Regions from separate parts of the Mus musculus genome. Here regions 2, 3, 4, 5, 6 and 7 are each linked to region 1. Evidence: chromatin contacts called from public HiCAR-type and HiChIP or PLAC-seq data. All regions are on one chromosome and are shown on one strand. The core of a region is the stretch at or near the end of the contact, and the rest is flanking DNA. Distances in the headings are between cores, read along the strand shown. Region 1 holds the start of Heatr5a (HEAT repeat containing 5A). Region 2 overlaps Akap6 (A kinase (PRKA) anchor protein 6). Region 3 overlaps Akap6 (A kinase (PRKA) anchor protein 6). Region 4 overlaps Akap6 (A kinase (PRKA) anchor protein 6). Region 5 holds the start of Akap6 (A kinase (PRKA) anchor protein 6). Region 6 has its middle 28 kb from the start of Akap6. Region 7 overlaps Gm35239 (a long non-coding RNA gene).

The links. HiCAR-type assays count read pairs that join an accessible place to other places. HiChIP or PLAC-seq counts read pairs in DNA pulled down with a chosen protein or histone mark.
Region 2: a contact with region 1 is called in an H3K4me3 HiChIP or PLAC-seq map of craniofacial prominence, with 7 times the contacts expected there. The contact joins the enhancer-like site here to the promoter of Heatr5a in region 1. A contact is called at or near these places in 3 of 39 promoter capture datasets (cranial neural crest, frontonasal cranial neural crest and second pharyngeal arch cranial neural crest), 4 of 115 datasets of contacts at active chromatin or transcription factors (bone marrow-derived macrophages, craniofacial prominence, embryonic stem cells and 1 more) and 1 of 9 other capture datasets (embryonic stem cells).
Region 3: a contact with region 1 is called in an H3K27ac HiChIP or PLAC-seq map of extraembryonic endoderm stem cells, with 16 times the contacts expected there. The contact joins the enhancer-like site here to the promoter of Heatr5a in region 1. A contact is called at or near these places in 11 of 39 promoter capture datasets (the C10 cell line, cranial neural crest, embryonic stem cells and 6 more), 2 of 15 datasets of contacts at CTCF or cohesin (the NIH/3T3 cell line and large pre-B cells), 3 of 484 Hi-C or Micro-C datasets (the HL-1 cell line, bone marrow-derived macrophages and embryonic stem cells), 8 of 115 datasets of contacts at active chromatin or transcription factors (T-cell acute lymphoblastic leukemia, bone marrow-derived macrophages, embryonic stem cells and 2 more) and 1 of 9 other capture datasets (embryonic stem cells).
Region 4: a contact with region 1 is called in an H3K4me3 HiChIP or PLAC-seq map of bone marrow-derived macrophages, with 8 times the contacts expected there. The contact joins the enhancer-like site here to the promoter of Heatr5a in region 1. A contact is called at or near these places in 4 of 39 promoter capture datasets (cranial neural crest, liver, maxillary cranial neural crest and 1 more) and 2 of 115 datasets of contacts at active chromatin or transcription factors (bone marrow-derived macrophages and embryonic stem cells).
Region 5: a contact with region 1 is called in a HiCAR-type map of astrocytes, with 4 times the contacts expected there. The contact joins the promoter of Akap6 here to the promoter of Heatr5a in region 1. A contact is called at or near these places in 5 of 39 promoter capture datasets (the 3T3-L1 cell line, cranial neural crest, frontonasal cranial neural crest and 2 more), 2 of 115 datasets of contacts at active chromatin or transcription factors (astrocytes and bone marrow-derived macrophages) and 1 of 9 other capture datasets (embryonic stem cells).
Region 6: an H3K4me3 HiChIP or PLAC-seq map of stem cell-derived neural progenitor cells shows a contact between it and region 1, with 6 times the contacts expected there. The contact joins the enhancer-like site here to the promoter of Heatr5a in region 1. A contact is called at or near these places in 7 of 39 promoter capture datasets (cranial neural crest, embryonic stem cells, epiblast stem cells and 4 more), 1 of 15 datasets of contacts at CTCF or cohesin (the NIH/3T3 cell line) and 1 of 115 datasets of contacts at active chromatin or transcription factors (stem cell-derived neural progenitor cells).
Region 7: an H3K4me3 HiChIP or PLAC-seq map of bone marrow-derived macrophages shows a contact between it and region 1, with 6 times the contacts expected there. The contact joins the enhancer-like site here to the promoter of Heatr5a in region 1. A contact is called at or near these places in 13 of 39 promoter capture datasets (the C10 cell line, cranial neural crest, embryonic stem cells and 9 more), 1 of 15 datasets of contacts at CTCF or cohesin (the NIH/3T3 cell line), 4 of 484 Hi-C or Micro-C datasets (bone marrow-derived macrophages, embryonic stem cells, muscle stem cells and 1 more), 12 of 115 datasets of contacts at active chromatin or transcription factors (bone marrow-derived macrophages, embryonic basal ganglia, embryonic limb bud and 4 more) and 3 of 9 other capture datasets (adipose tissue, embryonic stem cells and macrophages).

What each region holds. Positions count from the first base shown.
Region 1 is chr12:51,969,474-51,973,852 of GRCm38.p6, reverse strand. Heatr5a (HEAT repeat containing 5A) reads left to right here and starts at 2,532. Exons shown (of 36, transcript NM_177171.4): 1 at 2,532-2,650.
Region 2 is chr12:52,866,214-52,870,592 of GRCm38.p6, reverse strand. The region is part of intron 2 of Akap6 (A kinase (PRKA) anchor protein 6); the gene reads right to left. Among named protein-coding and RNA genes, the nearest start is that of Gm51971, 70 kb to the right of the region's middle. Within about 2 kb of position 2,147, at least 52 of the 459 cell types and tissues checked have an H3K27ac peak or open chromatin away from gene starts, as enhancers often do. A contact at or near this core is called in craniofacial prominence, second pharyngeal arch cranial neural crest and stem cell-derived neural progenitor cells, where this site is marked.
Region 3 is chr12:52,833,241-52,837,619 of GRCm38.p6, reverse strand. All of the region lies in intron 2 of Akap6 (A kinase (PRKA) anchor protein 6), which reads right to left. Among named protein-coding and RNA genes, the nearest start is that of Gm51971, 37 kb to the right of the region's middle. Within about 2 kb of position 1,984, at least 125 of the 459 cell types and tissues checked have an H3K27ac peak or open chromatin away from gene starts, as enhancers often do. A contact at or near this core is called in the HL-1 cell line, the NIH/3T3 cell line, extraembryonic endoderm stem cells and 2 more, where this site is marked.
Region 4 is chr12:52,780,707-52,785,085 of GRCm38.p6, reverse strand. The region is part of intron 1 of Akap6 (A kinase (PRKA) anchor protein 6); the gene reads right to left. Among named protein-coding and RNA genes, the nearest start is that of Gm51971, 16 kb to the left of the region's middle. Within about 2 kb of position 2,070, at least 173 of the 459 cell types and tissues checked have an H3K27ac peak or open chromatin away from gene starts, as enhancers often do. A contact at or near this core is called in bone marrow-derived macrophages, where this site is marked.
Region 5 is chr12:52,696,745-52,701,123 of GRCm38.p6, reverse strand. It overlaps Akap6 (A kinase (PRKA) anchor protein 6), which reads right to left and starts at 1,741. Exons shown (of 14, transcript NM_198111.2): 1 at 1,682-1,741.
Region 6 is chr12:52,669,187-52,673,565 of GRCm38.p6, reverse strand. No RefSeq gene overlaps it. Among named protein-coding and RNA genes, the nearest start is that of Akap6, 28 kb to the left of the region's middle. Within about 2 kb of position 1,980, at least 53 of the 459 cell types and tissues checked have an H3K27ac peak or open chromatin away from gene starts, as enhancers often do.
Region 7 is chr12:52,623,108-52,627,486 of GRCm38.p6, reverse strand. It overlaps Gm35239 (a long non-coding RNA gene), which reads right to left. Exons shown (of 7, transcript XR_001780617.2): 3 at 16-126. Among named protein-coding and RNA genes, the nearest start is that of Gm23296, 21 kb to the right of the region's middle. Within about 2 kb of position 1,851, at least 15 of the 459 cell types and tissues checked have an H3K27ac peak or open chromatin away from gene starts, as enhancers often do. A contact at or near this core is called in bone marrow-derived macrophages, where this site is marked.

The DNA of each region.
Region 1 (4,379 bases), core at 1,283-3,782:
AGGCTTTACATTCTTTTTTTTTTTTTTTTAAATTTGATGTGTATGTTTTGTCACAGTTTTTTTTTTTTTTAAGGTTTATTTATTTATTACATGTAAGTACACTGTAGCTGTCTTCAGACCCTCCAGAAGAGGGAGTCAGATCTCATTACGGATGGTTGTGAGCCACCATGTGGTTGCTGGGATTTGAACTTCGGACCTTCGGAAGAGCAGTCGGGTGCTCTTACCCACTGAGCCATCTCACCAGCCCCCAAGGCTTTACATTCTTATTGAGAATCTATACAGTTAGAGAAAGACCTCTAACTGTATGCATGTGCGTGCACACCAACAGGCGCCATGGGTATGGATATATAAATATTTTCTAGCTGCATTCCTTAGCCAGCGTGGGCAGTAATGCTACAGCAAACAAACCTAGTGCTGCAAAATATACTTAATCCATTAAAAGGAGCCAAGGCTTCCCAAGTAACAGCTGCCTTCACCCTGGGGCAAGGTGAGCCTGAGAAATCTTAATTATGCCACACCGTAAAGGTGCGTCAAGAATTGGGAGATACGTCTAAAGGACACAGAATCTGGATGGTGGGTAGAGAGTACACGTAGTCTTTACAATGTGTTATATCTTTTTAAATGTTTAGTATTAGAATGTTGGGAAATAACTCGAAACACAAAGACACAGAAGCCAAGAATGAATGAATGAATCTCCGACTGAGGAAACTTAGAATTTGATCATCAAAAGAGATGAAAGGGATGGAGACATAGCTCTATGCTGCTCAGGCAGAGGACCTTGGTTCAATTCCCAGCACCCACATCAGGCAGCCCACAACGACATCTGATGGCAGTTCTTAAAGCTCCAACACAGTCTTTAGACTTCCAAGGATACGGCATGCCTACGGTGCAAGTAAAGACAGGCATACCTACGTGCATATAACAAAACAAAACTGTAAGGAACTGAGATAAGCCCTGAGAGAATGTGTATTGTCGACTAAGGCATGGCTATGTCAAGGACCCAAGGCCTCAGACCCATGGGAGTGGCAAAGCCCTCTTCTGGGTCAAGGGTTTACTAATGATTGACCAAAGTGTGCAAAAACCCAGCAACTGCAGCTCACTACAGATACCTCTTATCAAGACTACTAGCCTCATGTTCTGAGGTTCCAGTGGGTTATTTCATAGTTGATGCCACTCCATTAAAATGTGCAGGGCCCACCTTAACCCAACTTTTCTGTGCCTGTGTTTGCCCTTTCTTCTTGCCCCAGTCAGGTTTCTAGGACCAAGCTGTACAGGATGCAACACAAAGAAAAGAAAAGGACACTCATTGCTCTTGCAGAGGACCCCAGTTCAGTTCCTAGCACCCACATCAGGGACCTCACAACTGCCTATAACTCTGATGCCCTCTTCTGGCCTCCATGGGCACTGCATGCATGTGGCACACATATGTGTAGGCCCACACACAAAAAGTTGTAAAAAGTAAATAGATAAATAATGGAAGAACACTATAATCAACTTAATGAAGTGGAACAATTCTATATCCAGTAATATAAATTATGAATTTCTAAACAAGGTTATTCACAGGTACCCTGAAACAAAATAGCTTCAGAAAATACATATTAATTACAAAGATGGAAAAAGGAGCTTTTTGAAGAGCAAACACCGACACATATGAACATGGAATCACTTGTGAGAGTCCTCAAAGATATCTAGTTTAAATCTAATCATGAATAAATATCAGACAGAATCAGAATGAAAGCCTTTCTATAAAAACAGTGAGCCAATAGTCTTCAAAGTTGTCAAGGTTGTAAATGTCAAAGACTAAGGAAGTATTCCAGATTGAAGATATGCATTGCAACTAGAAAGAACACTTATTTCGGAACTGAAGGCCTTTCCTTACAAGGAACATGATTGAGACAACCAAGAAACCGAGTGTATTGCATAAAGAATATCGCTATTGCAGTTATTATGACTATGTGTAAACTGCTTAGGAACACTGTGACATAATATTAGCAACTTAAATCTCAAAACCGTTCGGGGAATAATGTTTTTGAACTACGATTGCAACCTTCTTGTAAGCTTGTTTCAAAACAAGGGAAAAAAGTTACACTCAAAATCCTGATTATAGTGGAAAAACACATCTGACTCAGAGCCACGGACTCCGCGTGGAATCTTCACATAGTCCTTTTACAGTTAGGTTCCTGTTAAAAGTTCTTTAGAGTCCCTTCCTCGGGTAAGATTCCATCATATCCTCCTTCAGCTCCGGCCCTGCCTGAATATTTCCAGGCTCCTGAAGTGTCTGCCTTTTAAGCCGCAAGTGTAGATTCTGACTGGCGACAAAAATAGACAAAAATAGTTGTGGCCGGAATCTCCGGACTGGAGGACAGCACGCTGTCCTAGAAGTGACTTCTGCCTCAGGAGCTCCCATCGCTCTCTCGGCGGTGGAGTAGTCACGCCTGCCACAGTGTGCGCTCCCTGGCTCGGCGGGCGGCTGGCCAGCCTGGGCGCGGGAGGGGCCGGGCCCTCCCAATGGCCGCTCCCGCCGCGCTGTCAGCCCCGCCCGCCCTCCCAGCTCCGCATTCGCCCGCGGGGAGCCGGGTGCCGCTGTGCTGTCGCGGAGCCGGGAACGTGGCACAGCCGGGACGGGTGTGAGCTCAGGGCGTCTCTGCAGGCAAGCCGGGAGATCCGGAGAGGAAGCTGGGGGCGGCGTGCTTAGGGACTGGGCGGGAGCGGCTGGAGCCGGGTGGCGCGGGTCCCGGGTGGGCGCGGTGCGGAGGCTGAGGACCCGGCCCGGTGGGACGGAGCCGAGGGGGACGGGGTCCCGGCTGCAGGCACAGACGGGACACGGGGGCTGACTGCGGCGTGGCGGGTTTCCTCCTCAGCCCAACAGGTAGGCGGGGTCGGCAGCTGCGGGGCTGGGACGCGGGAGGGGAAAGTCGGGGACCCGGTCGCCTGCCCCGCGGCTGGGGACCCGCCCTGCACCTCCAGGTCGGCCCCCAGCAGCAGAGAGTGGACGTTGCCAGAAGTTTCCAGGTCTTCTTAAGAAGGAAAGCCTTCGCCAGGGGCGTTTGCGGAGTCGGTGGAAACGTTTGTTTTTTATTTTCCTTTATTTGCTTATTTCACGCCAGCAAGAAAGAGATCATCTCAAATGATTGCAAATCGTTTGCAAATCGTTAGAAACTTCGTAAAGCACCTAATGGAACTTAGTAACCGTAACGTGTACCTCTGACAAGTTAAGGGAATTTGAACTCTCAGGTCAGACAAATTAGATGGTTTGTAGTCTTTTGGGTTGTGCGTGGTTTATAAGAATGCTAGTCACCCTAAAGGAACTAAAGAGCTTAGAGATAAGGAGAAGTTTAAGGAAGTAAAAAAAAAAAAAAGCCCTATAACAGTTCAGGACTTTGAAAAACAATGCTGGGAGATTAACTTAAGTTAACCCTAATGCAAGGTTGCCTGGTTTTATTTCGCAAACATCTTAGAGACAATGTCTGAGGATGAGGTTTGATTATTTATTTGAGACGGTCTCAAACCTGCCTCTGCCTTCAGAGTGTTGGAATTTAAGGGGTGCACTAATACACAGAGGCAAAGAATGAGATTTTAGATAAGCATCCAAAAACGAATAAAGCCAGGCTTAACGTTGCACATCTGTAGTTCTAGTATTTAGGATGTTGAGGCAGAAAAGGGGAGCGTTCCCAGCCAACCTAGGCTTAGGTAGAGAGAGCCACATCAGCTAACTCACTTTCAAAAAAAAAAAAAAAAAAAACGAACACCAGAGAGCAAGGAGGCAGTTTTACTAAGATAGGGGCGGGAGAATATTGGAGAGCGGATTGGTTGTGCTGTGGAATGCACTTACTTTACATAGATAGCTGTAGGTCAAGAATAAACTCCTGACTTAACCTTTGGTACTCTTTATGGATCCTTGATTAGGTTACCTTTACTTGTTCTTTAATTATATTAGCGTTTGATGTTAGTAGCAGGAAAATACAGAGTTCCCAAATAACGGGGGAGGGGGTGGGGAGGTAGTAATATGCACATGTATTCGAAGGTGCTTGCACCCAGGACTGTCTGCCCTGCTCTCACTTTCTGCTTTTTTGGAGCAGGGTCTTCTCCCTAAACCTAGAGAAAGCCCTAGCAGTCTTTCTGCCCGCCACAGCGGTGCAGTTAGAAGTGCCTGCCCCGTCCACGTTTTTTTGTGGGTTTGATCTCGGGCCTTCATTCTTGCTCAGCCAGCCTTCTTACTTGCTGAACCATCTTCCCAGAATCCCACAGAACCTTTAAAATTTCTTAATTACTATCTAAAATTAACACCATCAATTTAAACTAATGAATGTACTCTCTGAGGGGAAAATTAAGGTTCCTTGTCTTTGCCCTGTGCGTTTCTGTTTTCCACCCTCCATTCT
Region 2 (4,379 bases), core at 898-3,397, 900 kb before region 1:
CTGGAAATGTTAGTGTTGGTCATTGAGACCTAAATTAAAACACAGAATCCAACTTATATTTTACTTAAGAAAATCCATTTTGGTATTCCGCCTGCCCCATGCTTGGCTGACTCTCCATATTAGTACCACTCTTCAACAAACCCTAGACATACAAAACAAGATGAAAGGTATTGAATTCCAATAATGTGGTTTTAAATCTACCCTCTTTGCCCTTTTCCAGAGGCTCCTTTGGGAAATAAAAATGGATAAGAATAACATATCTGACTGCCAAGCACAGCAGCCATCCATTATTAATACTCCAATGACCCGCCAAAATGGAGGATGAGGTCTATTCAAATAATCCTGTAACAGCGATTCAACCTCCTCAAAGGATCTTATTCTTTGCTTTTGAAATCTGTTACAAGCTAAGTGACAAAGTCAGTTGCAATGTACTTTTTATATATCTAGGTTAATTTTATCTAAAATGTCATTTGAAAACCCATTGCTTATTTAGATTGACTATAAACCTAGTGAAGAGCTTTCTTCTCCCTAATTATACACAGAGAATTCTGTTCCTTTCAAACCATGGGTGGGGTTTCAGAATACATACAAAAGAAGTGGCAGGATCGATAAATGAGGTCTGAGCTAGCTCGGACAACATCTGAACCTAGATTCATTCAATATTTCATTCATGATTAATACACTCTGCCCCCTTGTGCCCTAAACCATGTGCTCAGCCCACTCTTAATTCACTGTAGACAGAAACCATTTTGTGATGGTCTGGTGAAAATTCAGATGTGTGCAAGTGTACTGACAGGAAACAGACATAATAAAATTAAGGACACAAAATGAAAAGGGCAACTTAGCAGGGGATGCTGGGAACATGGGTAAGAAAAGCCCTGTCGAGAGGGTCACAAGGCAAAACAACTTCCATTATTTATCTGTAAGTTAGACTTTAGCTACTTCTGAAGCAAAGTGGGATATGCCAGCTGACTTCCAGATAGAGAGCACAACTAATGTTTTTTAAGGCGGAGGGAACATGGGGGCAAAGAACAGAAAGGTGACAGTCCTGGCACTAGAAGCACGCCCTTGGAATTGTGAAAGTTGAAAGAAAGGTTTGGTAGAGGAATTAGACACCAGGGACATCAGTAGACATAAGGATATAGCGCTTAAATAATTTCTGCATACCAAGGAAAACATAGAAGATGGTCCAGAAAAGATCACATCTTCAGAACTGCCTTATGTCTTTGTGCAAATAATCCAGACTACCTAGAAGGCAGAGGCAAAGGCTGAGAGAAACCTTAAGTGTGGGGAGATCTAGGCTGAAAAGGATCAGCTAACCAGAGAGAGCAGTGATGACAAGAAGAAACCTACAGAAAACCTAGGTGTTGCTGGTGAAAGAGGACCCCATGTGTCTGTGTTTCTTGCCTGTCTGTCTGCTTACAGTGCATCCGGGAGGAGGGCTTCCATGAAGATCACACAAAGGTCACAGGCCATCTCCCTCCCAGGCTGGGAGAGAACAGCTCAGAGTGATGTGGCCCAGAGGGACCTTTTCCCTTCTTCCTCCCATAGGTCACTAATGTCAGAGCCATCAATGACCCTAGGAGCTCTCAGTACTAAAATGCCTCCTGGGATTCGTCCACTGATAATTGATTTTATTGGCCACTTGATCAGCAGTTTCCTTGAACTGAGGCTGACCAGTGCTTTCCTGAAACTGGCATTGTGACATTTCATGATATGAGAAAAGGTAAAGTTTTTTTGATAGTATCCATTCTTCATAGCTTAAAAAGATTGGTCCAGATAGAGTTTGAGATTTATTAAACAGGCTATATAAATGTTAGAACAAAAGCTGAGGCAATCCCATGAGCCAAAAAGATAAAGAAAATACACTCGTTTATTCACAGGGAAAGGGATTGTATGTGGGCCATTTTCTGTTGTTCCGGTTTGGCTTTTGTATCAGTATGCATTTATTTTTATATTATGATTTATAAGAAGCATGGAGTATTTAAAAAAAAAATAGAAAATGATGGATTTTGCTTGCTTGTTTGTTCTTCAGCATATATACAAAGATCCAGCATTGAAAGACCAGGAGAGGATCATGAATACATTACAGGAAAGGCTGACCCAGTTCAGGAGGTCGGAAGCACAGAGACAGAGAACAACACAGAGGCTTTGTTAAGCCCCTCCCCTTTAGTCTGTGGGAACAGATAACTAGAGTCAAATCCTTGGCCAGGAACTCATCCCAAAACTTACTTTAAAATGTAACCAGAATACATTCTGTTTTCCAACGCAGGAGGTCAGCTGCGTGCAGAGGCGGCAGCGGGGTTAATGGAATGACAGAGATTTCCGGGGAGAGGCAACTTCAACAGGAACATAAAAAGGGTCAAGTAACATACAGCAGATGTAAACTGACACCAGGCTAGAATGGCCGGCCTCCTTGAACCGCTAGCTATAAACAGCCAAAGATACAAAGTCCCAGCAACAGGATGCTACTTGCTTCTGTGCCAAGCAGAATCCAGTTCTGGCCACTTTAGAAACTGGTGTCCTGGGCCACCTCCTCCCTTGCATAAGATCTGGACTGGGCATAGGAAAGGACTGCCATTTTTAACTGTGTGTCTCTCATTCCATTTGTATAGTTAATGATGATTCAGAAAACAAATTTATATCACATAAATGGCCCAGGGCACATGGAATTCTAAATTTAATTGTTTTTCAACAAAAATAACATCAAGATCATTGTTTAAAAAAAAAAGTTTGAAAAGGTCAGACAAAATTTAATCAGGGGGCAGAGAAGAGTCAGTGGTTAGGAGCAGTGGCACAAGGTTCAGTCCCCAGCTCTGACAGGGAAGCTAGCAGGCGTCAGTGACTCTAGTCCCAAGGCATCCAGATTCCATATCTGACATATACCAGGCACCTGTGTGTTGTACAGACATAAAGGTAAAATGCTAATATAGGTAAAATAAAATTTTAAAAAATGAATCAGGGATCTTGTCTATCTACCACCAAACAAAACTGCCTGGTATAGAAAAGCCCCCGGTAGTCACTGAATAAGGAGTAGCTGGGTAAGTCTCTAATCATTTGCCTCTTCGTACAGATGTATTCCACATTCTGTATACACTATACTGTATTCCAGAATTGTGCTGCTTTTATTTGATAGCATATCATGGATATTCCTTCGTGTCAATTAACATCATTCATAATTCCTAGGGCAGAGTAACATATACTATTTATTAGCCAATTCCTTGTTGCTGGATAATTGACCTTTCATTCTCTTCTTGAGAATTTGTAAGACTTTGTTACTACTATTGTGCATGTATGGGGAGGGGGTGGCACACACAACAACATATGTGCAGGGTCAGAGGACAGCCTTGTGGAGTCAGTTCTCTCCTACCTCACGTGGGTTCCAGGAGCTGAACTCAGGTCATCAGGCTTGCAAATTAAACCTCTTTACTCACTGAGCCATCTTTCTGGTTCTCTTTATTATCTTTTCATATCTATCTCTGTCTGTCTCTGCCTGTCTTTCTCTATCTTTCTGTCTCTGTATGTCACTCTCTCTCTCTCTGATGTGTGAATATGATTTAGAAAAGCTACATAGGAAAGACTAGACTAGACTCAAAATCTAGAGCCATTAAAAGAAAGAGATTTGGCTATCATGGAAATTATTGCCAAAGGTACAGGAAATGGGGATAGATCAACACTTACAGTTGGATAGCTGCCACACCCACCTCAGTGAAGCTTGGACGCAGCCCCAAGGCAAAAAGTTTCACGGAAACTTTTCTCCTGGACCTTTGGCATCCCATAGCACGAATGCTCCAGATTTGTCCTTGTGATAGTCGGTGTTATATTATAGGTAATGCTACTCATTCAGACAAAATGCCTCCAGTGTTGATAGAAATCAGGCATTGCTGTTTGCTGGATAGGAGCTAGAAACCTCAGGGCTAGTTCAACAAAGTAACTTAAAATTCTCATTACAGACATTACATACATAATACAATACATAATAATAGAAAGCCTACATTACATAATAGTAGAAAGAACGTGGGTTGTGGTTTAAGGAGGAACTAGAATATTGTATAGTTCATGTAAGGGTTAGTAGAATGGAACTTCTCTGGTGCATGGCTTTCTCTAGGCCCAGAGGAATAGCATAATTAGAGTATTTACTAAGGGACCCCTGGTGGTGGGTCAAACAATAGACCAGAATTGCACCTGGGTGTATTAGACCTTTCACCTGGCTCCTGTGAATTGCTAATTTTAGATAGAGCTGATCTAATCTCAGTTGTAAACACTGCCTGGTTCCTGTCAGCTTTTACGTATGCATTTTCTATGTTTTGTGTAAAGAGCAATTATGCATCTCAGTGTACCTTGGCTGATGTATCACCTAGATTCCTTGTTTTTCTTCT
Region 3 (4,379 bases), core at 735-3,234, 860 kb before region 1:
TGTCCATTCCTTTGTAATACACTCATCGGTTGTAGCTTCATGTCTCCATCGCCAGACAGAAAAGTTCAAAATATATACTTCCTCAAACAATATATGTACTAATTATATATATATTTAATTATATATATATATATATATATATATATATATATTTAAAATTGAATGTGGCTGGACTTTTCCAAATAAATAAAGTTTCCACCTACTTTTCCAAAATTGGCATATTTCTCATTCTTCATAGCAAAGAGCATAGAAATTTAAAACGGATTCAGAATCAGAACCATTTTAAACCATGGGGAAGGAGACAGTCAAAAAAGGGTTCTTAAACTAAATGCAAGATCCAATGAGGTTGAAGTAATCTACAAACCCTGGTGGCTCTGGGGGCTGCACTGAGCTCAGCAAGATGCCGCCCGTGCCTTTTGTTTGTGTAGCAGAAGGTAGCATGGATTTAGTTTGATGCCAAAACAGTCTACCATTCTGGTTGTCTTAAAGCCTTGAAACCAGAGGTTCTCAGGCCTTGGATCCCCTTTCACAAGAGTCACATATCCGCACATCAGATAATTACGTTACAATTCATAACCTTAGCAAAATTCTAGTTATGAGGTAGCAATAAAATAATTTTATGGTCGGGGGTCGCCCACAACACGAGGAACTGTGTTAAAGGGTTGTAGCATTGGGAAGGGTGAGAACCTCTCCTGAGACCTTCTCTTCTCAGAGAATCCTAATGGTAGAGTTCAAAATCCTACAGTGTTTCCATATCAGAGGACTTGTTTGTCTGCACTGCTTGTCTATGCTACGCATAGCAACCAATATGAAGTTGCTGCTGACCTATAGAAACAGTGAATCCATGGGCTTCAGCCTCCACTGTTGTAAGTCGGCTGGATATGGGAACCAGAGGGCTGAGGATACAAGGAAGTGGATATATAAAAAGAGATTTATTTTATGTTAATAATTTTTTTTACTTCACCTCATTGAAGTTGGGTCACAAAATCAAATGCCAAACCTCTTCGCATGGAAGGAATTAAACATTCCTAGCACTGCTGAAAAAGCAAGGCGCGCTCCGCTGTCTGCGTTAGATCCATGACCCAACTGTAACAGAGTGTGCCAAATAAGTCTAACCACGAACCGAGACAGGGAAAGCAGGGCGCTCTGCCCACTGTGCCAGCACAAGAACCACGTGCGTAGCAGGTGAACAAGCTCCCCTGAGAACAAGACCAGGCCGCTACCTGTCATGCAAAACCCTGGATTTTCCAGTCCTCCTTGCTGTAATTCGCACTCCCTTCAAATGCATCTTGTCCAGGCTGGTTTGCTAAAACAGCTGGATGAATCTACAGGAATGCAGAGAGCGAGGGAACTGCCACGCCTGGCTTCCCCAGCCCTCTCTTCCTTTCTCCCTTCATCCTTTGGAATTTTGATTAGATTATGACAATTTGGCTCGTTCCAGGAGCAAACACTGCATCTTCTGGCTTTTCTAGTTTGAAAAACAGATGGTCCCTTCACTGGGCCCAGGGGAAAAGGAAAACAACTTGTTATCAAGAATTTCCTTTGGCTTCTGCTTTGCAGTTTCTAGTTTCCCAACATGCAATTCCTTGACGAGCTGGTGCGCTTGTGGGCTAGAGCCAGTGTGAGCATCCAGGAAGCAGATCTGTAGCAACTTTTGTCTCCCCTTGCCCATTCTCCCAGCCCAATCCTCATCCCTGGCCCAGTGCCTTCAGAAGTCAGAGCAATAGAACCCTAACCTGTTATTTATGTTACTCGAAATCACTGTTTCGAAACTCAATGTAAATTAAGCTACGGGTCAACCTCAGAGAAAATTAATACAGAGTAAACTATTTTCTATACTGCAGTTCCAAAACCCCAAAGGGGTTTTTATTTGAGCAAAAATATACATGCTTAAAGGAGCTCCTTGGCCCAACTTGAATCGCTCTGAGTGAGACAGAGTCCAGTTTGAACTGGATTTTCCTTTGTAATCTCTGTGGCATTCCAAACATTTCTACACATCAGGATTACATCATATTCCCCCCTCCCTCCTCCCCCTTCAATACAAACAGCCATTATACCCCATTTTCATGACCTTCGGGTTCCCAGTATCAAATTACCCAGCTGGTAATTTCTATCTCCCTTGGTTGCTAAGAGATGGCGATGGTCCAGACCAAACTAATATTCCTGAACGCTGAACCTCAAGTTGCCATAGGAGTGAATGAAACTCAGCCGGAGCACAAAAGGGCTCACCATTTGGCAGCCAGGCTGTGTGTCTTTCACAGCTGCAGGAGACAGTTGGTCCAGAGAACCTTTCTGCCATCTCCCTGCCAAGTCACTGCCACGTTCTCAAGCGGTTGACACAATGGCTTTCAGCAGAAGAGCTGCCATTTACATTACAGAGATCAGTCTGCTGTCCCACCGTCTCTTCTGAATTAAGTTTCATGGTTCCATAGCTAAAGCCCCCCCCACTCCGATACAACAAGCCCTTTTAATGACAACAGTCACAGAGAAGGCACTTGTAGGAAATGCTAGTGTATCTCTCCTCCTTGTGGCCTGGCCTGCTTGTCTGCTCAGGCTCTTACTCCCCAAGCTGCTACTCTGGGGCTCTCAGATGAGCCCTTCCTGGGTATTGTCCCACCATGGCCACATCTCCCCTGGGAGCTTTCCACACTGGGAAAGCTTTTCCTGGCTGCTCTCTGGAGAGGATCCAAAGCTGGAGGGAGACACCTCAGGGCTCCTGATTAAAAGCCCTCGCCTCTACGGTAGATGCTCGAGGATAATTTGGCTAATCGGTCAGCTTGATCTGGTTTCAGATTCCTCTGACATTTTCTCATCCTCAACAAACCTTCAGAATGCAGAATTCAGAACCCCAGGTCCAGGATGGACTGCCTAGGGACCTGTGACAAACGTCAAACGTCACATTTCTTGTAAGAACAAAGGTTTCTAAGCTTTATGCTTTGAAGGCTCATTTTTCAAGTTAGAGCTCATAATTTGTTAGCCCAGGTCATACCCCAGGATTCCTAACACTCTGCAATATCTGTGTTTCCAAACAGAGTCCTGCAACAGCATGCCCAGCTTTAACTTTAGCCAATCCAGTCAGGTAGCAATGTCAGCAGGATCCCGTAAAATGGAGAAGAAAGACACAGATAATGAAATAAACTAGGAAGACACTTCATACCTTGGACAGAGGTGCCTGTGTCAATTAACACTAATTATTCAATCAAGACATTTGCCCTAGTGGGAGGCACAGACTCCATTCACCCCAATTAAGCCAGTGGATGCTGAAAGGATTTACAGGAAAAGCAAAGGAAGGTAGAATATATTCAGCAGTCGAGAGGCACGGGGATGTGAATCCGTCCTAGCTCGTGGCCGTGACCTTGGAATTCCCTGTTGACGTGTAAGACAACCCAAGAAAGGTTGTGCATGATAATCTGCAGTTTAGGACATCTGAGTTCTGCTGCAGCATGCGTTACCGTATACCCTCACCAGCAGACTGCAGGGCCAGTCACGGGTCAAATAACTTCTGCTTTCTTTAAGCCCTTCGATAATTAGAACCACAGAGATAATGGGATTTAGCCTAGCTTGTGGAACTATGTGTTAATTGCAATGATAATTTTCATGACTATGGACCAATCCATTTATTACTTTTAAATTCTGAAATTTTTAAATGAACCAACAATATATTACTTTGAGTTTTAATTTGAAATATTTAATAGCTATTAGCCCAGATTTTAGAAAAGGGGAAAATTTTGTAATATGTAAGAACCTGGCTTATCATAATTGTGCACTTAAAATACTTTCCAAACTAGCCTCAGCCTGTAAAGAGATTTTCTTGCACTTTGAAGTCTATTCTGTTATCTGAAATGGTTAGATAAGTGTCTCGGGGAATTTGAGTGAATTTGGAATAGTATTAGATTATGAACCAACTGAACATTAGCCAAAAAGAAGCGAATGGATGGCTGTAAATACTCTGATTTTCATAGGAAGCTTGCTAGGTTTAAAGGTGTGTGTGCGTGTGTGTGTGTGTGTGTGTGTGTGTGTGTGTGTGTGTGTGTGTGTGTGAGAGAGAGAGAGAGAGAGAGAGAGAGAGAGAGAGAATTAAGGCCCAAGGAAAGCCATGATTTAAAACCTCTCCTTTTACTTCTAAGTGTTCCTTTGAGCTTCAGCTGTGAAGATTTAAGCCTCGCCTCCTACTGTGGGTTCAAATCATGACTCTGTCACAGCAGACTTAAATATTTTTGGTAGTGAATGCGTGCCCTAAATTTCACAGTCGGCAGTTCCTCTCAGCTTCTGGTTCTGCAGAGATGAAGATGACAGATTGGACAGGGGAGGAATGTACTCTCTTTGTTCAGCCGCTGTGTGAGTCTCAGCAACAACCATGATACACTGAAATAAGCCAC
Region 4 (4,379 bases), core at 821-3,320, 810 kb before region 1:
ATAACTTTAAGAACTCTATAATCAAGAAGACATTTCTAATTGACAACCGTTAGCCCACTGGAGTCTCACTGGGTATACAAACCACCCTTAAGGGCGACCCCATAGCCATCAGTAAATGCCAACACAAAACAAACTCAAGGGTATTTTTGGAGATTTTCTTTTTGTTTCAAATTGCTCTGTTTGTGCTTTTTGGGTTTTGGGTTTGTTTGTTTGTTTGTTTGTTTGTTTGTTTTTTAACTGACTGGTCTTTTGTTTAAATGTCATGATTTCTGATTTTGCGTTTTTATGGGTTTGTGTGTGTGTGTGTGTGTTTCTTCTGCTTTTTGTTTTTTCTTTTTACTTTTCGTTGTGGTTTGTTTTATTTGCTTGTTTGTTTTCCAAAGAGAGGGTGAAAGAAGGTGTGGAGTTTGGATTGGGGTGGGGGTGGGGCTTGGGTGGGGAGGATCTGGGAAGGAATGAGGAAGAGGAAGCCACCATTGGACTCTAGTATATGAAAGAGTGTTTTCAACATGTAAGGAAGAAAGAAAGAGAGAGGAGGAGGAGGGAGGGAGAAAGGAGAGAGAGAGAGAGAGAGAGAGAGAGAGAGCACTGCCTCCCCTGGTTAAGCCCGTTGCAATGATGAGGGACAGGCAATGGAGAGATCAGGGTGAATTTAAGCTGTTTCGGTGTTGGTCCTAACAAGTAAATATATTGTAGGGAGGATAACTTTTATTTTCGAAGACAAGTGAATCAGGCCAAAAGATCAAATGAATTGAGCCAAATCTTTCCACTGATGTTAATTTGCCTTCTGCTGCTCATTCTGCAATGTGAGAACACCTCAAATAACTACTATGCTTTCTCTCAGAAACAGAGGACTGTGTGGATGAAGAATTCTCAAAAGGACTGGGATTCCCAAACCCATTTTCCTATTCACAATATTCCTTCACTGTAGCTCCTCAGATATTAGATGCCTCTAATGTCAGCCTGAAATTATAACAATGAAAGGTGCCCTGGCTCCAACGGTCTCCCATGAGCAGGAGTCCTCCTGTGTTCCTTATCGCAGAAGCCGTTCCCACAGCCTGCGACTGTGCCTGCTTTCCCAGAACGGTTTCAGTAAGACAGAGCCTGTTTGTTTCAAACATCTTACTGTGGTTTTGCTCTAAATCTATCAAGTTCATGAAACAGTAAAGCATTTCAACCCAATCAGACATCTAAATCAAAAGTTAATGTCCGATTGAATCAGACTTTGCTCCAAGATGAACTGGTATTTTGAAAAATATCCATAGAGCACTGAGGATCATATATACCTAGACCTTCAAAGAAAAATACCACACATATTTTAAGTACTAGATAGATAGTACAAGCTCAAGGATGTTGTGTTTATATTGGAAGATATAAAAGCACGAGGCATAAGCTCTCTTCCACTGGATTCTTGTTTTTTAATAAATTAATTCATTCATTGTTTAATAAAAACACATAGCTACAATAGGTCTTCTGATTAGGAGCTAATGACTTCAAATCTCTACAAAGAGTACAATAGCTCTTCTATCAACCTTAGAAGACTATGGTTTGAATTCCACCAGACACTTTGGCAGCTCTTCCATTCATCAAAGGCAACAAAAAGATTTATATTTTGAATTTAGGGCTTGTCTTAATGTCAGGAACATCAAGGACCACAGCCTGGATACCACTCAAAGACCGACTCACAGTCTCTCACCTATGCCATCGGCATGCTAGGGCCTGAAAGCAAAGTCCGCCAGCTGGCTGCTCTCTCCACTTGCCACCACCTGAGCTGGGCTGCGGAGAGAAAGAGGAAGCTGCAGTTTCCAGGAGGTCACAATCTGAGCTGCTCTCTTACTCTGCGACTCAGCTAAGCCTGTAGCCACGCCCCACACAGGGGAGCAACTCGCGGCATTCACCAGCAGTTTGGTGGCATGGAAGATGACTGTGCACCCAACGTTTCCATTTTTCATGTCTTTCCCCTGTAGGCAGTAGTTTCTCATAATTGATGTGGCAATCAGAAACAGCGGGGCCTTCTCAGTAACCTATGTCTGTCTCCTTTTGACTCATGCACCACATCGCAGTCAGATCCATCACATGACACAGCTACTTTTGTTCCCACTTAGTCATTTACAGCAGCTACAAAAGAATCTCAGATACAGTCTGCTCGCTGTGGCTTCTGTTTATCGCACACTTTGCCGTGATCCTGACGTTGCTAACAGTTCTGAATGATTCAGGAGCTGACATGCCTCCTGGAGGTCCTTTGAGTTTCTTCAGCAAGAAATGCTATTTTGCCTGCCAGTTAAATGAGTGATATGGAATATTTGTAACAGTCAGCTGCTTCAATTTTTTAAAAAATAATTTGGGGGTGATCTATAATAACCTGATTCTATGTGGTAAGGGTTCTATTTCATTCTTTTAACATATAATAGAACACCAGTAGCTGGAAGGCTACAGTTTCCCTCCTTCAATGTGAAAATTGATGTGATTTTTTAAAATTAGAATACAATTACATCATTTCCCCTTCCCTTTCTTCTCTCCTATTCTTCCTATGTATTCTGCCTTGCTCATTCTCAAATTGACTACCTCTTTCTCTTTAATTGTAGTTGTGGGATGTGTGTATGTGTGTGTATCTCAAAATATAAATGCGATCTAAACAGTCCACAGAATATTACTTGTACATATATGATTTCAGGACTGACCACTTAGTAATTAGATAACCAATTGGAGAGTCTTCCCTGGGGAAGACGATTTCTCCTGACCTCAGAATTCCTTAGTCACCTGTAGGTTTTTGTCTAGAGCTGGGGCCCCATGAGCCCTCCCCTTTCCTTCTTAACATGTGTATTGATATCATACTTGTTTAAGTCTTGTTTAGACAGCTGCGTTGATGAGACTTCAAGAGTGCAGCCTCTGTGACATTTCTGGGAGATGCAGTCTCGCAGCAACCTTCCTGATTTCCTAGCTCCTACAGTCTTTCTGTTTCCTTGTCTGCTATGATCCCTGAAACTTAGATACCGGAGTTGTGTTGTAGATCTATTGGTTGGAGATGGGCTCCATACAATCACTTATTGTCTGCATTTGTATCAGTTGTAGTTTCCTCTAATGGTCTCCATCTGTTCTTTCTTTAAGGTGAAACATATTACTTATCTCTGTGTATAAGGATAAATATTTAAAATGTAGATGTGGATAATGCTGGTTGAGTCAAGTGACAGTTGTAGGTTCTTCTCCAAGGTTCATTATTTTACTAGCCTGAGGTAGTTGACTAGGTTTCCAGGACCAGGCGTGGTTTTCCTCTTGTTGATCAGATCTTACATTCAGGTAAATAGCTGAAGGTTACTACCAAGACATGAGCACCACTATTATACCCTTTGGAATACTGTGCCACTCTGGTTCTTGTGGTTCATAGTTGTCGTTGATGGGCAGGGTCCCTTCGAGGGTTGCTTCCCTCCCTTAGAGGTTTCTGTGGTGGTTCTGGTACCATGAAAGATAGACCAGAGGGGAAGGAGATTTTCAGGGTAGATCAAGTTTGGATCCTCAGAATCCTGTGTCCAAAGTGTTTAGTGTCTTCAGAAATAGGAGTTTGTTTTCATCCTCTGGGAGGTAATGAAGAGCAACTGACATAGCTCATGTTTATGATATGAAATTTCTAAAGAAAACAATTAGCCCTATCTATAAGAATCAGAGGGATATGCTAGCTGACAGTTTAAGGGGAGAAGGGGATGGTTGGCTCCGTTAAATTTGCATTGACCAAAGTATTCTGGCAAAAAGTGAATCAGCATGAGCTCACCCTTTATGCCCCCCCCCCCGCCCCGCCCACACACACACTCCCAACAGCTGCAGCTCCTAAGCTCAGTGTCTTCTCACCTGAAAAGAGCAGCCTCAGCACTTCTCAGTCAGGTTTCCCAAAGGATGCTTTAAAGGAGGAAATGCCTCGCACTTAACAAACTTCGTCAAAATGTGCCGAGATGTATCCATATCTAAATGCAGCAAGGTTTCCATTACAACAGAAACCTGGCGTGCAGGAAGAACATTGTCCCAAACTCAGATTATAAAGCAGTCACTTGAGTCAAATAGCACTGGGTTTTATTCTTCAAGGACTTATAAAGAAAAAAATAGACAAACTGGGCTTCACAAAAACTTAAAACATTTGTAAACAAACAAACAAACAAACAAACAAAAAACCCACCCAGTATCAACACAAAAAACAGCAAGAGAAATACCAATAAATAATGTATATGAAAAAGGATCAACAAATAGAACATACAGAAAACTTAAGGACACAAAAACAAAAACAACCCAATTTTAAAAATGAGCAAAGAACTAAAATATATATTTCTCCAAAGAAGGTATAAAATGGCTAATAAATCCACAAAGCATTATCAAACATCAGCAACCATTAG
Region 5 (4,379 bases), core at 492-2,991, 730 kb before region 1:
CATGTCGCTTCTCGGGAGCAGTACTTCAAGGGGTTCTAACTACTTTCCCTTCCCCCATTAAGGCCTTTCTCCTCCCTTTTACCTGAGAGCTTCTGACTTGGCTGCGTTCACACCCAACGGTCCCAGCAGAGCTCTCTGTTCATACTATGCGTCACACACACAAAAAGCAGGCAGTGAGCATCCATACTACTAATTGCTCGTGGGAAGGCCAGGCCGAATTGACCTCTTCCATCCCATATAGCTGCACGCGAGCAATATAAGCTTAAAAGACTGGGAGTAGCATGTGTGTGGTGTGGGGTAAACAAACTAATTAAACCCCGAGCTGTACCACTCCGCCTAGTGCCTGTGCCTAATGGGACCGCTGTGCCCAACTCCATAGGAGAGAAAAATCAACGCAAGCTGGCTGGAGATGTTGCTTTTCCGGCTTCCTCTGAAATATCTGTTTTAGGCTCCATCTAAACTGTTTAGGCTCCAGCAATCTTAACTAATTACAAGCAACTCAGGGGGTGCTATTCTTTCCAGTAAGACTGTATAAATAAAAACTATCAGCTCGACTGCACTGAAACACAGGACCACTCCCTGACTGTAAGCCGGCAGATTGAACAACTGAACGGGCATGTGCTTTCTCTCCCCCAGTAGCAATCAGTTGCACCAAGGAAATTCATTTCATTTCCCAAAACAAAAGGCAATGATACCCTGTTCCATACTGACCTGTTAGACTGGTTTTTAGCAAATAAAATAGTAACGATTCTTAAAAGCAAGCCCTGGATTAAACGTAAACATCGTATGTTTATCTGGAGCTTTGGAATTGAGTTGAGGTTCCGGGTCCAGAGATTTGCATTCCTAACAAGCATCAAGGCCCCTGACATTTATCCATCACACTGGGTTGGGGCTAGAGTTAAGCATGAGCCCGCGGGCGGGCGGGCGGCAGCGCCACTGGCCTTTCCAGAGTCTCTCTCCCGGGTTATCCTTGACTGTAACTGCCGCAGAGGGGAGACTTGCTCCTCTCTCAGTTACAAACCAGCCTGGAAGCAACTCCAGCTTCAGCCTCTTAACTATGGAGGACATGAATTGAAGAGATTCCACACAAATCAAAAGGCATAGATAATTTCATCTGGTTTCAGTCTTAATGTTTTTAACAAATTATTTCTTGAACATGCAAGAGAATCCCCTTTCACATACACATAAGGTTATGTCAAATGCTTATTCAGCACTCATTCCTTGCCATGAAGAATCTGAAACCCAATGGAGGTAAATACTGAATTCCGTTCTGCAAGTCACTAAATATTTCATAAATCACAGAAGCAAATGGGACCAATTAGCCCTGCCTCATAAAAAAAGAAACATATCTTTACAATGTTAAAATACAATGAACTACACATTTCAGAGCTTATTTAGGCTTTTGCAATAGAAAATTTTCTGTGCTTTTTTTTTTTAATTCATGAGAATACTAAAAATAACAGGCGGAGACGGAGCAAGAAATCTTTGCATTTTGATTTTTATGCGACTCTCACAGGCCTTTGTCTTAACACAGCAGCCTGAAAACAGAATTAGGCAAAACAACCCTTCTTTCTCCAGTCCATTTTAAGCAGACAACATCCCCCCATCCCTGCCTTAGTAGACGCCACAGACTAACCAACAAAACAGCGTCGCAATTAAGGCCCAAACGTTTAACACTCACCATCTCCTGCTCCCAACGTCGCCTTTTGATGTTTACAGCACATCTGTAGGATGCAATACTAGGAGATGCCTTGTTTGACCTGCTGCATGATGCTGTGACATCAGTTCAGATGATGCAGCTCATTATGGGAAAGGCTGCTGTTGCTATGGCAACTGGGATGTGCTAGGAATCCTTGCTGCATTTCCAGTGGAGCCTGAGACAATACAAAAGCCCTGTAAGAAGCAGACAATATGCAAAATGCAGTCCAAAGAAACAGGGCTCCTCATTGGACTAAAATCTGTAAGTTTAAAAGGGGATTTCTTAGAATAATTTTAGAAAACAAAATAAAAATTACCTCTTCGTTTGCTGCTCTACATTGAGAGAATAAAGGTGCAAGTGGAATGTCGATTCAGTACTCAGAAAATACAAACTCGTATTCATGGTTCCCTATCAGGCAATTTGATCGCTCTTCTCCCTGGCTAGTAACGATACCTCTTTAAAAGTTATTAAAAAGAGGTTTAGTTCATCTGACAAAGAGAAAAAGAACAAAGCATGGATTTTGAAACAATTTAAAATGTAATAAACAGCTGACCAAGTGAGTCTAATTCTAAAGTGCACAGACTAATAATCGTCAGAACATGGGCAAAGCCTCCGCCAGCTAGGTCTGCCCTGAGGGTGTTCTCGGGTAGACACCACCCCACAGAGCCTGCTGCTGGAGAACTCGCTACCACTTAACCTTCAGGAGCAGTGAAAAGAGGTTGGATCCTAGAGACCCTTCCCCTATCTGACAGAGAACTCTTCCTACACATGGCCAAAAGGCAAGTATCTTCTGGGGTTAAAATCTGGAACAAGTGGAAGACCTGTAGAAGTTTCTTGTGACTGCCACTCACAACCCTTGGGGTTTGTTTTGTTCTTTTTGAGGCTGTAAGACTGCCTACCAAGGAGGCTATTACTCTCTCCCCTCCCCCACTGGACCTCTGACAGGCACATTAAAACAAGACTCCAGGAGGATTTCTCCAGTTAGTGAAAGGAAAGGAAATCCAAAGAAATCAGTCCTTTCTTTCCAGTGTGAAGCATAAACAAGCATCATGTTGTGACCCTGAGGAGAGCTAACCGTGGACCAGCTACCCATCTCACTCATCTAAGGCTTGCAGGCCACTGACAGAGAAAGGCACAGCCAAGCTGACCTACATCCATTCTGTCTCTACAGCTCTGAGAAAGCACAAAATTCCGAAACCTAATACAGAATGAGACAATTATATTGTCCAATCATCTCTTAATTGTCCCATACTTCTCTTAATCAGCAGCACAGGGGGTGGTGGGGTTGGAGGGGAGGCTCTGAAGGAACTCAGGCAGCCTCCTGTAAAGAAAAACTGATAAAATCAGAAGAGGTGCCACTATCCAGCCTTCCACAGAGCAGCCCTGCCTTGGATGTGAAGTCATGATTGCTCTTGCTTTTCCTAATAAGGAACAAGGAAGGGAAGAACAAGAGTAAAACCTGTGTATACACTCAGCAGCACAACAGAGCTTGACTCCCTTATCTTAGACCACATGGTACTCACACATTGAGAGGTCAGCATGGAACCACTGCAAAGCCCAGAGCACCGACCTGGGGCTCAGGAAATCTACCAGTGATGGTATTTCCTCCGAGAGCTCCTTCTGTGTATTCAGGGTTAGTAGCCTCTCTGGGGCTCAGGGGTTTCGTCTGAGGGAGGATAGACTTAGATAATAATCATGGTTTGCTAATAATATTTAAATTTTTTTTTCCTTTATGTTACAGAGCAAAGCTGGGCTTCCTTCACTGGGGCAGGGGTGAAGAGGCCCAGAGTCAAGACTGTTGGACCCTTCTTGGCATAATTATTAACCCTGCCTGCTATAGAGTACTGCTGGCCTCCCTGAAAAACTCTTAGGCCTCCAGAAATAAATAGGGTGAAAGCCATAGAGCTAGAACAAGATTAGCCTTTGCAGAGAAGGTTCCATAAAGAGAAGAGGGCAGGCCAACAGGACAGACAGATAAAAGAGAATGTCATTTTACCCAGTCATAAGGAGAATGAAATTATGTCATTTGCAGGGAAAGTGGGAAGAACTTACAGATCATGACATTTAGCAAAATAAGTCAGCCTAAGACAGACAAATCCACATTTTCTCTCAATCACACCTGAACACAGTTTCTCAGAATGAGAAAATGTCCATAGTTTCCCTTTCCAGATTCTAGGCATGGTGAGAAAGATCAGACATCTCAGGAAATCTGACATCAAGTCAGATTTTTGACATTCTAGGCTAGCTAAACTACATCTGGATCCATAGGCAGCAGGAAGAGACAGACACTGGGACTGGCTTGGGCTTTTGAAACCTCAAAGCCCACCCTCAGTGACACACTTCCTCCCAAAAGGCCACATCTCCTAATCCTTGTCAAGCAGTGCCACTCCCTGATGACCAGGCATTCAAACATAGGAGCCTATGGGGGCCACTCTTATCAGACCACCACAAATGGCCTGTTGGAAAACAGAAGTGCCAGCATTTAGGAATGTCACTGTTAACACACTTGTGCCATTAGCACTCAATTCTAAGCTCTAGGATCAAATGTTTGGGAAACAGCCAAGGTCACCCAGTGACTGAAGAAGGCCAAGCAGACAACACCCACTGCAGAGGAGATCAAGGAAGGCTAAAGGGCAGGGGATCGTTTCAGAGGCCACACTACAGCTTTGGGCAACAAGGT
Region 6 (4,379 bases), core at 731-3,230, 700 kb before region 1:
CGTGAAGTTCATGAGTTCTGTGTTTGTGAGCTCTTATTTTCTGTTTCTGTTAGTCAGCTTCTCCTAGAGGATCAGAACGTTGCATCTGGGAGGCCCCTTAGAAACGATTTAATAACAACATACTCTACCTCCAACCATTAGGCTGAAATTGAAGAAAGTTACTTTAATTTGTGATTAGTCTTGCTAAGTGAGAGATCATTTTTTGTCCTTGAGATTAATAGCACACGACCATGAACAGTCTCTGAGGGCTTTCCTATAAATATTTCACAGTGTTGCTACTTAGGGGTTAGGAGAACTCACCTTAGAGAGTTATTGACGCCATGAGCTAGTTTTCTCCCTAAATGGAGATCTAACCGCGTAGAATATTAATATTTCTCCTGTATTTTCTATCACTGCAATGAGCTAAGAGTGCAGAAAGTACCTCTGAACTTTATCTTAAAGTGGATTATTTTAATATGATATTAAGAAGGAACTGTTTTAAGAATTCCCAGGTCTCAGTGACTGCGCACATTAAATGTATTTCTTACCCAGATCAAAGGTCAGTGAATATCACCCAAAAGACTTCTCACAAAATTATTCAGTCCCCAGGTGTCTCCATCTGTGTCTGTGACCTCATCGGAGACTCTGAATCTTCTGTTCAGACACAGAGGACAGTAAGCTTGTCCAGAGACTATTTCTACAGGCCTGGCCTAGGGGCAGGAGTCAGCTCCGCTCACATGCCACTCACCAGTGCAGTCACCAGGCGGCACCGAGGAAGATGTGTGCAATGGGGGACTTCAGAGGCTATAAAAAGTGAGGCCCACTGTGTGCCTGTGAAGGCAAGCACACAGGTACTCGTGTACCAGGCAGCTCTGCTGTGTGCAGAAAGGTCCTTGACTTGAAAAAGGCAAGTCTTATGGCAAAATTTATCACCATGGAATACAGAATCTTCCCTGTTTGAATAAGCTACACACACACACACACACACACACACACACATACACACACACACACTTCTATAATAACAAAAAACAAAACTGACTTTGTAATAATATAGAAAATATTGAAGTTGAGCAACACAAAAAGGTATGCAAAATGTTATTAAATAATAAAAGTAAAAATGTACTAGACGGGAAAGAAAGTTGGATGATTCAGCTTCAATACAGAGAAAAGCGTCTTCCAGTGCCCACCTTGGTTTTCCCACTCCCATCTTTCAATGTCAGTATAATCACTGAGTAAAAAGTAGGGGAAGAGAATCAGGGCCATTGATGGCCACTCGTATAGTCGGCAGAAAACAGCCATGTTCCAACTCTGATGTAACATGAGCTGAGGGAGCCTAGTTCTGGTGTTGGGAGCCAAGAGGGACCTCTCCAGAAGGATTTCTTGTCTTCTGTGGGTGGTTCGATCTCCCACCACTGACTCTGCTGTCATAGAGCTGCCACCACACCAGAACTCAACCCAGCGTTCCTCCTGTGATTAACCGCCCTGAATTGTTCTGCTCTGCCACCTTTACATGAATAATGTCTTTGTCCTGTCTCCGATTTGGGGAATCTCCTGGAGCAACTTCTGTGGGATGTAGGGGTGAGGGGTAGGTGATGGGAGCTTCAGGTTTACAGGAAGAGCAGCAAACAATTCTCTTTCATAATCCAAACACCCAGGAGTACAGAATGGATGCCAGAAAGAACATGTTTCTCACCCAAATAAAGCCATTGGCTATGGTGATAGCTAAGATCTCAGGTCTGGGATTGTCCCTAATAAGGACCCAGGGTGTGAGTGCCTCCCTCCTGATACAGCCCACCCTGGAGCAGAAAGCCGTTTCCTATTGATTGCTCAAAGAACAATGGCTGGGGGACGGGGACGGGAGGGGGCAGGGAGGGTGCAAGGAGGGGGCGGGCCAGCTTGGAAGCAATCAACTGGCAGGGCGGTCAGGCTCAGAGCCTGCTGTTCTCCAAGGGCTGATCAGAAGGACACATGAGAAGGCAGCAGCTGCGACTGAAAAGGCCTTTCTAACTGCTGCTTAGCTAATGCACTGGAAAGATCCAGAGGGAGTGGGAAGGATGAGTCCCCAGAGGCATGTGTGTGACGGCCTCTCCAGCCACACATTTCCCATATTTAATTAGGCTTGATGGTTTGGTTAGGATACCATTCTTTAGATAAAATATAACCAGTGTGACTTCAGCAGCCCTCCCCAGAGCTCAGAGTCAACGTTCCCCCTTGCTCATGCTGTCTGATAAATCTTGATGGAGTCAAGACATTTTATGGAAACAAGTATTTAAGTATTTTTATTGTAAAAGGGATATATTATAGTTATTGAAAATCAAAACACTTAAAATACAACAGATAAAGAAAATGGGTCCCATACACACACACACATACACACACACACATACATACACACATACATCTCTCTTGACAGTTGTTTTAACTCACTTTTAGACATTCAAAAATATTTACATGGACTATTTGTACATATATGTAGATATTTAAGATAAAATTATTATATACTCTTTTGCTACTTGTTTTGTTCTAGTTATTGTTGTTACTTGATGTACTGGCTAATTTTGTGTCAACTTGACACAGCTGAAGTTATCACAGAGAAAGGAGCTTCAGTTGAGGAAATGCCTCCATGAGATCCAACTGTAAGGCATCTTCTCAATTAGTGATCAAGGGAGAAAGGCATTTAAAATACAACAAATAAAGAAAATGTGTCCCATACACACACACACACACACACACATACACACACACACACACACACACACACACATACACACACACATACACACACACATACACACACACATCTCTCTTGACAGTTGTTTTAACTCTCTTTTAGACATTCAAAAATATTTACATGGACTATTTGTACATATATGTAGATATTTAAGATAAAATTATTATATACTCTTTTGCTACTTGTTTTGTTCTAGTTATTGTTGTTACTTGATAAATATACTTTACTCTAACAGCTAAAGAGAACAGTTTGTTCTAAGTGTGTGCTTATTTAACCAATCTTGTATTTACTAATATCATTATATATTTCTCAAACTATTTTAGCAAAATACAGCTCCTGGTAGAAGGATTAACTAGATCAAGGGATTATATATTAGTAGATATTTATGTTCTATTTTAATGGGCATTTCTAAATTATACTTTATGTGTTTATTAATTATAAATATGCTCCCAAAATAAATCAAGGTCAAGTTACTTGAATTATCTGATATGACCATTAAATAGAGCCATCAGAAAAATTCTTGCCTATACAAGTTTCAAAATTCAGACATGTGGTTAAGGAAACTGGAATCTAAGCAAGAGTCAACTGACATAAAGAGAGATCAGAGACAGCAAAACGCTGAATAAATTTAGCCTGTCCTTGATAGATTTGGGTTAGTAAGCTTTACATTACTGTAACAAAATACCTGAGGCAAATCAAATTTTTTAAAAATTCTTTTTTTTTTTCCGAGTTTTGCAGGTCCTCAGTCTCTGGTTACTTGGCCCGCTTGCTTTGAGGCCTGCACAAGGCAATGCAGCAAGTGAAAATGCACAGCAGAGAAACACTGCTCAGATCATGGCACCCGGGAATCAAAGAGAAAAAGAAAGTGGCTGGCACCTAACAACCATCACAGTTGTGTCCCCAGTGACCTATCTTCTCCCATTAGACTTACCTATACATATTCATGTGATGTGTATCCATACACGTATGCACATGGAGAAATTTGTTACAAGGATTGACCTTGGAGTCACCCTAGGATGCATATACATATTTCTCTGACAACCCCCTGACTGATATAACAAGCGTAGACTTAAAGGATACCAATTCTTTTCTTCCCTTTAATATCTCATATACCAATGCCTTTTAAACATGGAGAAGCAGATGGAGACAAAAATTAACCAAGGGGCGGTGGAGGTGTCTCAGTTGGTAAAGTGTCTGTTGTACAACATGTATACCTGAGTTTGGATCCCCAGAACACATAGAAAAAGCCAGGCATGGTGAAATATACTTGTAATTCTAGTGTTGGGGAGACAGCCAGGAGGATCCCTAGAGCTCAGCTAGCCTTGCCAACTAGTGAGCTTCAGGTTCAGTTAAAGACCCTGTCTCCAAATATAAGTTGCAGGGCAACAGAGGAAGACGCTCGATACCAACCTCTGCTACCCACATGCATGTACACACATGTGCACACACACACATGAACACATAAAAATAAACATCCCTCCCCTTAGCTTATGACATCATAACCAGTGCCCCACAGTGTGGGGTATCAGAAGATAAAAATATATCCACAAGATAATTTATACAATTTATGTAACATGACTCTGTTATCAGAGGTCCATTGGCCTCAAGAGAGACTGTGCCTACCTTAGCCCTAGAAGACAGATCCCCTTTCATGATTTTATAATTG
Region 7 (4,379 bases), core at 602-3,101, 650 kb before region 1:
TCACCTGCCATTTACCTCTGTCCAAACCCATATGTTGGCAGAATTTCTTCACATTCCAGGTTGTATCAACACTCAATCTCTCAGAATCTTAAACAGGCTGTTTCATCATCTGCTTCTTGGCTCCTCCTATCATCACAAAATTGTACAGGAGAAAGGGGCTGAACATCAAAATCAGGGCTTTCTACCAACATCATTCTCACCATCAGAAAATTCTATGCAGCTGATTAATGAGTGTTTGCTGATAGCAAAACACTACATTAGTAGCTACAAAGACACATCCCTCAAGCCCACTGTGTCTCAACATGTTCATGACATTTGAGTTCCATTGTTTAAGTCCTGAGCTGTGTATGGTAGGACACACAGGATCTCAGTAATTGAGAGGCTGAGTCAAGGAAACTGCAAGTTTAAGGCCAGCCTGGGCTACTAAGTGAAAATGTGTCTGAGGGGGGAAATGTTCAAGTTTCTGGAACTATCTGTCTCTGACACACTTGGCTTGCTCCTCTCTCTAGGTTACCTCTTTGCTAATCCAGATCCCTCGTGTCTCTTCCCAACCTCTGTTCTTTAAGTAAGCCTTGTGCCACAGCCCCCGTGACTGCTTATGCCCAGTTTAGAACGCTTAGTTTTTTTTGGTTTTGGAGTCTTATTTTGCCCCTGTTGGCTTTCTCAGCTGTGCACAGGAGCAGAAACCAGAAACCTTGCATTTAATAGGTATGTATGGCGTTGTATTGATCAGGGCTGGTTAATACTTTTTTAAACAAATAGTTTTAAATTTTATTTTGATTACATTTATTTACTTTATGTTGGGAGGGGAGAATACATAGATGTCATGGCGTGAGTGTGGAGGCCACAGACAACTTGCAAGAATAGGTTCTCTTCTTGCACTCTGTGGGCCCTACGGAGCTTTGCCCACTGATCCTTCTAGGTAGTCAAGGCTTGTTTTACTTTTAAAATCTTGAAACTCAATAAAGAGAACAAACAGTTAGAAGAACTATACAGAATTTTGCTAATCGGCATTTCTAGATTGTTCCTGCTCATAAACAAAGCAAAGTAAAGAAGACAATAAGCAAAGACCATCAGTCTGGAATCGAAAGACTATATCATACATCTACAGTGTTCAGAAATATGGCTTAACTACTGGAGTCATGAATAATTTCAGTGCTAGGAATTGAATCTGCGCATGAGTGGGCACGTTAGCTCTGAGTTATAGTGCCAGGCCTGGATATAGGTCTTGGTGGTTGTCTCCCCTCTTGTTAGGTAGATAACAAGACCCTTAGTATTATTAGAACTGGAAAATGTCCTTCTGATGCAAATTTACAAAGTCTCCCCTTCCTTCCAACGAAGAGCAGGGTACATACTGGCTGGAAGCAAGTTTTGTAAGAGTTGCGTACCCATGCACAGACAGTCCTCTACCCACCAAAATCATGACTTTCACCACATAAATGCAAGTATTATATCAAACTTCTTACTACCCAGTTCTAAATAAAAGGAAGCCCACTTTCAGTAAGGAGAAAGCAGATATAATACATCTTTTTCATATTTCTTTATCTTTTCATAATAGCCAATTTGTATACCATTATCTCGCTGACACCCCCCCACACACACACACACACACAGGGAAGCAGAAATTTTTATTATTATCAATTGGAATGGAAATGCCAGCAAGCAACATTTATGGAGACATTGTAAGGAAGCATTATAATCCCTGGCTCAGCCAGTGACTTTTAACAGAGAATAGCAATGTGAAAGTGTCAGGGAGAGAGACAGCATGCCACAGCAGGGTTGGCTATTACCTTATCAGGAAGAGGACACGGCAAATAGGACACAGTGACCATCGTTTCTTTGTTTTATTCCCTCTGGATTCCTTTAAGCATGACTCATTCAAGCTTAGCTCAAGATGAGACACATAGTAGCCTTGGGGAGCTAGTTAGAGGGCCAACTGAGGATCCTGGATACTCCTTATCCACCCTAGTTTAACCAAGCATTGTTGAATATAGGTATCTTATCCCCCACTGCAAAGAGGATTTGTATGTGTATCTTAGATTGCAACTGCAGGAAACAAGAAAAGAAGACCTTGGATGTGACACCAATGCCATATTTTGCCTGCATTCTCTAGAGGACTGAAGATTTCTGCATTTAGGGTGTCCTGGTTTGCTTGTTTGGTTGGTTGGCTATATGTTGTTGCTGTTGTCCCCCTTCCCCCTTCCCCCTTCTCCCTTCCCCCTTCCCCCTTCCCCCTTCCCCTTTCCTCCTTCCCCCTTCCCCCTTCCCCTTTCCTCCTTCACCCTTCCCCCTTCCTTCCCCCTTCTTCTTCCCCCTTCTTCCCCCTTCTTCCCCTTTCTTCCCCCTTCCCCTTCCCCCTCCCCCTCTTTCTTCTTTATCAACTTGACACATATTAGAGTTATCTGGACAGAAGAACCTTAACTGAGGAAAAAAATGTCTCCATCATATTGGAAGCCTGTAGGCAAGTCTGTAGGGAATTTTCTTGATTTTGGCTGGCATGGTGCCACCCCTGGAGAGGTGATCCTGGCTTATATAAGGAAGCAAATTAAAAGCACCAGAAGAAGGCAGCAAGCATTAGTCTTTCAAGGCCTGAGTCCCGGTTCCTGCTTTAAGTTTCTGCCCTGACTTCTCTTAGTGATGGAGTGTTTACCTGGAAGTGGAAGCCAAACAAACCCTCCCCACACCGAGTCGCCTTCAGTTGTGATTCTATCACAGAACTGGAAACATAACTGAGAAATGGTACCTATCAACATCTCTCCATATGACTGCAGATGGGGTGATCTTAATATCGTCTACATCCTCACGTGGCCTTACTTCTCAAAAGAAATTTAAGTAGCAATATGTAAGTGGTTTCATGCATTCTATATAAGAAACCTTCAGTGTGCCTTTCTGCACAGAGGATGGATCTAATAATGGAATTACCGATTTGCAGGAGTTTGGACCTATTTATCAATCATTTTCTCCTTGGAAAGCATACTGGAGTGGAAAGGGGTGTGAAATCTGACAGACACAGGAAACTTCCTCCTCCCAGGAGACTTTTAGAGAGGACATCAACAGTCAGTAAGGCTAATAAATAACGCAAGGGTGGGGGGTCAGAATCTAAGTATCTGGCATTGCAGAAAGGGCACCAAATTTGGGACTTGCCACACTAACAATACGCCTAAAGTATGTTTTATTCTTCTAGGGTAAAACATTATACTTGCCAAGGATTAAACACAGAAATATTTAACTTGGGGAAGATTGTATTCTTTTTGCTATTCCCTAGATAGAAATACTAAGGTCTATTTTCAAATTCGGTTGGTTTTGAGATCAATGATGGCTTAGTTAGCAAGAAAATAAGCTATCCAATAGACAGACGGCTAAGAGAAGCCCACCGAGGTGAAACCGTGATCCCTCTTGCCATCAGGTGCCAAGGCCCTGCAAGCAAAGCTGGGGAGAGCACAGACCTGCTTATCCCAAAGAATATTATCAGAGCCACGTCCCTGAGACCTTTCAGGACCTTAGCTCCCGGAGAAGCTGTGACTGTGGTCCCAGCACAGAGGTCTGTGAGCAACTCAGAGCTTCACAGATCACTACACTAAACAGCAGGAGGCCTTGCTGGGAGAAGTGAGGCCTGAGAAAAAGCCACGTGGATTGTTGGGAATCCTCAGACACACCTCAGCCTGATTACAAATCTTGACTCCAGTCCTAGACCTGAAAGATGCCAGATAGAGGGGGAGAGGGGGGAAATTAAATTCTGAGAAAAGCCTCAGTTTCTGCCATTCTGGAGATAAAGAATAAGACACATAACAGATGGGATGGGGCAGGGCAGAGGATTTAATAAGAGTCACTATTGGATTAGGTATTCATTTGATTGAAACCAGCCTATGCGGGGCAGAAACAGATGGAAGCCATGCTGTGCTGACTTCTCATGCTTCGGGGGACACAGCACTTCTGTGTGGACAAAACTGATGGGGCCTTACACGCACGTGCGGTGGAGAGAAGCACCCCAATGGGTGAACTCAGCTGTGGGGGCTGTGGCTCCACAAGTCAGTGTTACAAAGTCAGGGCCAAAGAAAGAGCCGCTTAACAACTGTACAAATGTAATATTGCAAAGTTTAAAAAGATCCTGACCTACCAAAGAGACAATCGGAGAGAAAAGAGACAGCCCATAAAATGGAAGATGATCTCTGCCAAATATTCATCTGACAGTAGATTCATATCTAAAATGTATAAAAACTTAAAAAAAATGAACGAAAGGATAAATAATATACACAATAAACAGATTGGAAAATGGAATGAACACTTTTTCAAATGAAGTATAAATGGCTAATAAATGCATAAAAGAAGTCCAACATCCTTAGCCACCAGGGAAATGCAAATCAAAATCACACTGCAAT